2 separate regions of the Mus musculus genome follow, and region 1 is linked to region 2. A link is a contact called in public Hi-C data. All regions are on one chromosome and are shown on one strand. Each heading gives the region's core, a stretch centred on a gene start, on an enhancer-like site or on the middle of the called end of the contact. The rest is flanking DNA. Distances are from core to core; before and after follow the strand shown. Region 1 holds the start of Lamc1 (laminin, gamma 1). Region 2 overlaps Lamc2 (laminin, gamma 2).

Region 1 (4,611 bases), core at 1,339-3,838, 190 kb after region 2:
GAGCCCCAGTTTTATGAATGTCATTTAGCAACCAACTGAAGAATTTTTCAGTAAAATCAAGTCCAAGCGTATAGAAAATATCATGTTGCCGTCCTAATGAGATGGAAGAGTTCTTTGGCCTCGTCATTAACATGGCCCAAAGCTAATTAATATAGCTGGCCCCCAACAGTAGCAACCTGGCTGCCCTCTTACCCTAGCGCATGTCTCTGCAACAGAGACTTCGCCAGAGATTAGTTTCTCCCTCTGCAATCACCTGAAATAAACCTCAGCTCCTTAGCCTAAAGAAGGAGGAAAGCAGAGATTGACAGCCTATTGTTCAGAACTTTTCAACGGCATCTCAGGCACTTGGGAGACGTCAAGGCCTTGCCTCTGAATTTTGTTTCTTTTTTTTTAAATCTGAAAACGGATTAAGCAAGACTTCAAGGGGATTCAGAATTGAGTACAAAAAAAAAGTAAAACATAAAAAAAAAGTTAAAAATAACTGGACATAAGTTATAGAACTTAAAAACTCTGAAGCTACTTCAAAGGACTCCCAGAGATCTTGGGAAGCGGAGTGCCGTCTGGAGAAAGGCATCTCTCCAAAGCATCACTTTTACACTTCTATGTCGTTCCAGTCCTTTTCAAAACCGAACTCACTCTTAATTACTGAAAATCGGATGCCTCACATTTTCATTTATGAGCTTGTTTTCAAAAAGTTCCATCTGCCTGGTGACTCGTCTACAAAGAAAAAGGCAGCATCTACTACAGAGGCAGTAACACTGCTCTCCTAAAACTTCCTCCACACACAGTCATTTACACTTTCAAGGCACTTTCTCTAAGTCATAGTCTTTCTCTGAAGAAAATTCCCTGATAATATAATATAATATAATATAATATAATATAATATAATATAATATAATATAATGAAGAGCAGTGGAAAGAAAACCCTGAAACCACGATCAGGGGACTATCTGCCTACAAAATATCCCTCTCAAATATCCCAGGGCAACAATCAGTTTTTCACACTTAATGTTGCACAACTGAACACAGCAATGAAAATTTTTCTGCTCTCTTGTCTGTCTCAAAAGTAAAGAAAACATCTCCAGGTGAAGCAGGAACTTTGATCCGTTCAGATAATCACAGCCTTGCTCATCCACGGCTCTGCCATGAAGTCTCCTACTTCAGCCCTCTCCTGGATTCTAAAGCATGCTTGTCTCCACACTTGCTTCGGATCAAAGCAAAAGGGAAGACTATCCAGGAGAGCCTTGGAGCTTTTTACACCGGAACAAAACTGCCCTCAATTACAGAGAGTGTCTTCATTACCTTTCTGTTTTCTCCCAACTAGGATTAGCAGTGAAACAGCTCCTAATTAAGGCTGAACAGCTCTGAAGAACAGTAACTTTAAAAGTGAACTTCCACTTTAATTACACATAGAAATACCGGCGGCAAAGGCATTTGCTCCCCTCAAATTCCCCTATCAAAACTAAGAGCAATCATTCTCAACCCTGGAGACAGACAAACATTTTAAAGACAAGTGTTTGAAAGTGGACCTTCAAGACTCTAATGTAAGCATGCTATGTGATAGTCCTGTCCTGCCAGGATGAGTGTTTCATTAGCGCCTCAGGGTGCAAAAGGGGGTGGGGGGGTGTTGGTCCAAAATCCTAACTGCTGAAATAGAAAAGAATCAACGGAACGAGAATCCGGTTGGACTAGAAAGAGTAAGAAAAAAAGAGAGAGATGCTAGCGTGGGACATGGTGGCCCTCACCGGATGTTCAAAGCGAGATGAATTTTAGAAGTTGGAGAAAGGAATTTCTGTGTGTGGCCCACGCTGGAGAACAGACCGTCAGCACGCGGCTGGACAGGCCCCTCAGGCCGGACCAGCGGCTCCATGGATGCGGCCCCGGAGCTGGACCGTGAGCGAGTAGTGGGGACGGGGCTGTCATCGCTTACCCAGGTGCAGCGTGAGGTTGATGGAGTTGGGGTACTGCACCCCGGCCAGCATAGTCTGGCTTTGCCACCAGGTGGTGTCGGCCTGGTTGTTGTAGTCGGTCAGGAAGGCTGCCCCGTGTTGCAGGTGCTGCTGGCCGGCGTCGCACAGGTGACAGGACTTAGTGACTCCGGTCACCCCAGTCTGCACGCAGTACTCCTCGGGCGGAGTCCCACACGTGTTGGTAGCCACCACGGTCACATTGAAGGCGGCATTAACAAACTCCGGCATGCAGCGCTGCGGCCGCCCGCCCTCATCCGCGCACTCGTCCATGGCCGCCCGGACACAGCCCGCCACAGCCGCCAGCACAGCCAACAGCGGCCACAGCCGCCCCCGGGGCTGCAGGGCCAGCGCGGCCCGCCCGCCGCCCGTCATCCCGCTGCGCGCGGGCCCTCGGCAAAGGCTGGGGTGCCGCGCTGCACTCGCCTAGCGGCGTATCCCGAGGCCGATCCTCCGCTGCGGGCCGAGGCCGGGCTGTGGACCGGGCTGGAGGCCGAGAGCCGGACGCAGAGCCGATGGGTGGGCGTCCGAGCCAAGATCGCGCTGCCTCCGCTACCTCCCGGTGCGCAGCCTGCACTGTGCGCCGACCCCCGACTTCCGAGCGCGCACTCGAGAGCGCGCCCCAGGAGGAAGGAGAAGGGGGTGGGGTCTGCCCGGCGGGGTGGGATCTGGCGGTGGAGAAAACCCAAGGCCGGCCTCCTCGGCAGCTCACGCGGGCCAGGAGCTGCTCCCCGCCCTACGCGTCCTCCCCAGCGACTCCCGGCGGCGGCGGGGGCGGCCTGGAGGGCGGTGGGCCAGAGAAGCGAGATGGGAGGGGCGGGAGCCAGAGGACCGGGCGCGAGGTGGGCGGGGCGGTGGAGTAGGAGGGTGGGGTGCGAGGAGGGCGGGACCGGCAGCAAAAGGGAGGGGGGCGCGAGATGGAAGAGGCAAGGGGTCAAGTGGGAGGACTTCTGGATGGGCGTGACTAGAGGTGGGCTGGGCGAGGGGGTAAGAGGGAGGGGCCCAAGGTGGGCGGAGAGGGAGCGTGAGTGAGGGAAGGAGGGCGGGGCGTGGGGTGTGGGGTGCTGGGCAGTGCATGCTGGGAGGGTAGGGGCTTCGGTGGGTTGGGAACCCTCATCCAGGTCTTGTACCTTAGAGGATCTTGCCCTGGAGGGTATGAGGCTAAGAGGAGGTTCTTAAAGGGAGACGCAGGTGGGTGAGGTGGCCCGGAATCTGTGTTTTTGACTTCATGAGGACTTGGACCCTGGCCCAACCAGATGTCAGTCCTTACGGTATAGCTCAGCCACTACCTGACTCTGGAGCCTGAACACAGCGCAACGGTGCGGTGGCCTGCGTGACCTCGCCCTCCCCAGCCGTCCCGGGCATTGCCTCCTGTATCCCGGGGCAAGCCCTGCCCACGCTGAGGGGAGAGATCCCGAGGTGTCCAAGGGACTGGATCCCTGTGGAACACAGGGCTCGATCTCAGCTTCAGAGTCAATTTTGTGATTTCCTTGCTCTAAATTAAAATGTGACTGTCATTTAACCGGGCAAGGAAGGAAGTGAGAAGGCTGGGAATGGAATGACATTTTCCCCTGGATACGCAGACCTGCTTTGAAATTCTTCCACTCTGTTGTTTGTGTGTCCTAGCTTGCCTTTAAAAGACTCGAAATTATCTGGATTCTGACATCCTCCTCTTCGGACCTGCTGAGTCACAGAATATTGTCAGTGCCAGAATGACTCAGTTCCCAGAGCCCGAGCCAAAAGATCATGCGTTTTAGTCTCAGATCAGAACTACCTGCAGTGCTGATAGGACCAGCAGACAGGGGAAGGGAGGGTGCTGTAAAAATGAACCAGCTGAGAGCCGGGCTTGGCAGCACACTGTGCTAATCCCAACCCAAGATGCAAAGCAGACCAGCAAAGTGTAAGCTCCGGATCAGTAGTCTTTTTAAGATAATGATACTGATAGCTACAAGATGGCCCAGTGGGTAAAAGCACCTGCCACCAAGCTTGGTGACCTGAGTTCAATCTCCAGGAACCACATTCTGATTTCCACACCTGCACCATGAGACTTGTGGGCGCGCGCGCGTGTGCGTGTGTGTGTGTGTGTGTGTGTGTGTGTGTGTGTGTGTGTGTGTGTGTGTGTGTGTGATGATATGACACATAAATAAATAAATGTGAGTTTTAAGATGGGGTAGTGGGCATATGAAATGATGAAATATAACAATAACTAGGTAATGATCGTTAGGGTCAGTGTTAGAGCCACAAGCCCTAATTAAGAGGGCCCAAGCATAATGGACTATTTATGATGGGTAAAGGATACTGTTCAGAGAGCTTTTAATACTGGAATTACTCGGGAATGCATCCACCTGACTTATTGGATGAGATGATGGAGATTAGGTATGCTAAGGGTCTCTAACTCTTTACTCCTTGTAACCCTTTGGAGAAAGAAACATGGGAGCTATAATATTTTAAATCAATGGTTCTCAACCTGCCAGTCATGACCCTTAGCAGGGGTCTAATGACCCTTTCACAGGCATTATGTAAAGACCATTGGAAAACAGAGATATTTACATACTGCCCATAACTAGAAAATTACAGTTATGAAATAGCATTGAAGATGATTTCATTGTTGGGGGTCTCCACAGTGTGAAGAACTATGTTAAAG
Region 2 (4,148 bases), core at 673-3,172:
TCACAAAATTATTATACACACTATTTTAGTATACGTTAAAGTTTTTATTGTGTATGTGCGTGTGTGGGTGCACATGCATGTACGTGTGTAGATGCGCATATGTGTGTGCATGTATACATGTGGCAGGGTATACTCGTGGATGTCAGAGGACATCAGGGGGGTGGTTCACTCCTACCGCCTTTACATGGGGTCTGGGAATTGAACTCAGGGTTTTCAGGATTGCTTCTATCCACTGAACTATCATCTCTCTCTCTCTCTCTCTCTCTCTCTCTCTCTCTCTCTCCATATATATATATATATACACACATATATACATATATATATATATACACACATATATATATATATATATACATATATATACACACAGAGACACACACACATATATATACATACACACACATACACACATATATTTATCTATCTATATCTCCATATCTAAATCTATGTCAATACCCATCCCCAGGCATATCCCCAGGATATATGGAGGTTCCAGACCTGTGACAGAACCAGGGCACGGAACCACTCAGAGTCTGATTGCCTGCGGCTGGGGGCTGGAGAAGGTGGCATACCTGAATCTTCACTTGATTGTAGCAAGCAGGACAACTGGTTAGGGCTGCGTGATCACAGTTGAGGCCGCCAAAGCCTGGCTTGCAAACACAGCTGCCATCACCTCGACACTCTCCAGGCTCCGAGCCCATGGGGCTGCAGTTGCAAGCTAGAGATAAGAGGCAGATAAATGGTGTATTCCCACCCAACTTGACCCAGAATGGGAGGTACAGCTAGGGAAGAGAACCCTGAGGCTGTGTCAGATCCATCATCCCTTGGCTGTAGCCTTGAGCACATTCTTATTGAAGCCAGCTCAGGGAACCTCACAAGCGTGATCCATGTGTGTGCGCTCGAATGCAGAGGTGCCAGGAAACTTATCATCTTTCTCCTCTCATCATGCCAAAAGCCTACTGGGTACTTTGCTGGCACCCTGATTTTGCTTATAAGGTGCATTTTTTTTTTCGGCCTATTTTAAGCCAGCTGTAAACAGCGTCTTCTGTTTTCTAGCTGAGGAATGTAAGCTCAGAGGGTTTGCTCAGATCCTAGACCAAATGAAAGGAAGCTGCCATGAGAACTCAGAAGAGCCAGGGTTCCTTTCTTCCCACTGCAGGGAAGGTAAGGAGAGGAGGCAGTGGCCCTCCTGTGTGCCAGGTTCTGTTCCGGAGACAAGGATGTACCAGTGGGAGAGATGCCACGCTGCTCTCGGAGCTGAGTACTCTGCCGTTACCTGCACATAGTTCCCACGCCTCTCCTTTTTAGTGTATGAACTCCGCAGGAGCTAAGACTTAGTCAGCACCGCTACTTTAGTCCTGAGGCGCCAACTGCAGGCAACGGCAGCTGCTCATAGCAGAGTAAAGGACCTTGTCTAATTTTAATGAAATCTAAACAACGAAAGAGTTTTCATTTATGTACTATGTGTTTGTTTACTTTAATAAAAAAAAAAAGGTTTCGCTCAGTTGCTCAGGCTAGCCTCTAACTCAGGATTATCCTGCCTTAGCCTCAGGAGTGCTGGGATTGCAGGCATGAACCACCCCACCTGGTCACAGGGGACCTCGAAGCATCTCTAGGTAGACATTCTGGTGTCAGGACCTGATAGCAGCCACACACCAGAGTCATCTGGGGCCTCAGTGTGTCCCTGTTTAGGGGCTGACGGTAGCCCTGCACTCTCAGGCTGAGCTGAGGGGACACACCTGCACACTTGGGCTCTGATCTGAGCCCTTAGCAGCCCCCCTACGAAAGCCTCTTTGAAGCCGAATCTCCTCGGGAGAACCTTCTGTGGTTACCTTCGTAATCACACTGACATCCTGAGAGGGTCTCTTCAACGGCTTTACAACCAGACTCCTCCCCTCCTGGGTTTGTTCCGGCTCAGTGGTGAGTCATTTATTGCTCTCTGGTGACAGGTCTGGCAGCTTCCTTTCTGCCTACCTGCCTTGGGGTTGGGCAGGATGTGCCCCCACTTATCTGCTCTTTCACTCAGGAATGTAAACCTGACTTTTTTTTTTTTTTTTTTTTTTTTTACTTTTCCCACCCAGGTTTAACCATTTGAGAGTTTCTAATGCTGCTTTCAGAAGCTGGTGCAGGGGAGGCTGGTCTTATGTGACATGCGAATGAATAGTGCAGATTGTTCAGGAGCCGGTCTGGTCATGGAACTAGTTGCCTCGTGATATTAGCCGTCCTTGCCTTTGCTTCCATGTATAGATTAAAGCAAGCTCATATGTCCTTACATATGTGCATGTGTACACACACACACACGCATGCACACACATACATATACAGAGATGAAAAGATAGGGGTGCATAATTTGTCTAAGGGTATAGTACTACCTCGACACTTGTCTGCTGGGTTGGGAGCCAATGGGTCTCCAAAGTAACCTGCTTTGCACTGGTCACAGTAGACACCGGCCGTGTTGTAGATACATTTCAAGCATCTGCCTGTCAACTGGTCACAGTTCCCAGAGGCATTGGGGTCCACGTTGTTGTTGCATTGGCAGCGTTGACAAGGCCTCACTGGGCCACGTTCCCCAAAGGGATCCCCAAAGAAGCCATCAGCACAGAGCTCACAGCGGGCACCTGGGAAGGAAGAAAGGAACATGGGGTCAGCCCACACCAGATCGTTCCCCACGGGCAGCAGGACCAGAAAGAGGCCTAAGGCACTTGGTAGAAGAAGCAGGCAGATAGATGCACAGTGGAAGTTTGAATGAAAATAACCCATAGGCTCATGGGGAGTGGTGATATTAGGAGGTGTGGCCTTGTTGGAGTGGGTGTGGCTTTGTTGGAGGAAGTGTGTCACTGTGGGTGGGCTTTGAGGTTTCAGATGCTCAAACCAAGCTCAATGTGTCACTGTCTCTTCCTGCAGCCTACAGATCCAGATGTAGGACTCTCAGCTACCTCTCCAGCACCATGTCTGCCTGGATGCTGCCGTGCTTTCTGTCTTGATGATAATGGACTAAACCTCTGAAACTGTAAGCCAGCTCCAATTAAATGTTTTCCTTTATAAGAGTTGCTGTGGTCATGGTGTCTCTTCACAGCAATGAAACCCTAACTAAAACTTGCATCAATCCCAGGCTCCTGGGACAGTACCCTAAGGAACAGATGAACATGGCAGGGGTAGAGACTGCCACTTTATGGTCATGGTCACCACAGGTTGACTTCATTAAGTGCCACAAAGAGGCTTAATTAGCTTGTGGGTAGAAGCCGGCAGAAATACAGAGGTAGTGGCATTTCAATGACACCAAGGCTGCTGCAGAGTGCTTAGTTTTTTTAGATTGAAGACATAACTGTTTTCCTTCTTTTTTTTTTAATTTTTTTTATTAGGTATTTTCCTCATTTACATTTTCAATGCTATCCCAAAGGTCCCCCATATCCACCCCCCCCAATCCCCTACCCACCCACTCCCCCTTTTTGGCCCTGGCATTCCCCTGTACTGGGGCATCTAAAGTTGGCAAGTCCAATGGGCCTCTCTTTGCAGTGATGGCCGACTAGGCCATCTTTTGATGCATATGCAGCTAGAGACAAGAGCTCCGGGGTACTGGTTAGTTCATAATGTTGTTCCACCTATAGGGTTGCAGTTCCCTTTAGCTCCTTGGGTAATATATCTAGCTCCTGCATTGGAGGCCGTGTGACCCATCCAATAGCCGGCATAGTCTCACAAGAGAGAGCTATATCTGGGTCCTTTCAGCAAAATTTTGCTAGTGTGTACAATGGTGTCAGTGTTTGGAAGCTGATTATGGGATGGATCCCTGCATATGGCAATCACTAGATGGTCCTGTTTTCCTTCTTACCCTAGGTTACTTGAACATAACTAGATCTAGGAATGTTCTCTGAGGGTAGATTACTGGCCCAGCATGCACAAAACTCTGGGTTTGATCTCCCAGGATTGCCCAAAAGCAGATACAGTGGCAAGCACCTATACTCCCAGCATTTGGGAGGTAGAGGCAAGAGATCAAGAGCTCAAAGTCAGGGCTGGAGAGTGGCTCAGTGGTTAACAGCACTTTCGGCTCTCATAGAGGACCTAACTTTGGTTCCTAGCATCCACATGAGATTGTCACAACTACTTATGACTAGCTTCAGGGCATCCTATGACCTCTGTTAACCTCGTGG

The links. Hi-C and Micro-C count contacts between places; a contact is called where the count stands out from the background.
Region 1: a contact with region 2 is called in a Hi-C map of double positive thymocytes, with 2.9 times the contacts expected there. The contact joins the promoter of Lamc1 here to the enhancer-like site in region 2. A contact is called at or near these places in 9 of 39 promoter capture datasets (the C10 cell line, the HPC-7 cell line, HPC-7-derived erythroid cells and 5 more), 9 of 484 Hi-C or Micro-C datasets (CD8 T cells, the HL-1 cell line, the N1E-115 cell line and 5 more), 15 of 115 datasets of contacts at active chromatin or transcription factors (the 230-238 cell line, the NIH/3T3 cell line, acute myeloid leukemia and 10 more) and 3 of 9 other capture datasets (adipose tissue, embryonic stem cells and liver).

Annotation. Positions count from the first base shown.
Region 1 is chr1:153,330,198-153,334,808 of GRCm38.p6, forward strand. It overlaps Lamc1 (laminin, gamma 1), which reads right to left and starts at 2,589. Exons shown (of 28, transcript NM_010683.2): 1 at 1,931-2,589. The coding sequence starts at 2,342.
Region 2 is chr1:153,139,154-153,143,301 of GRCm38.p6, forward strand. Lamc2 (laminin, gamma 2) reads right to left here. Exons shown (of 24, transcript NM_008485.3): 12 at 2,373-2,618; 13 at 573-718. Among named protein-coding and RNA genes, the nearest start is that of Lamc2, 45 kb to the right of the region's middle. Within about 2 kb of position 1,923, at least 69 of the 459 cell types and tissues checked have an H3K27ac peak or open chromatin away from gene starts, as enhancers often do. A contact at or near this core is called in CD8 T cells, the HPC-7 cell line, the N1E-115 cell line and 4 more, where this site is marked.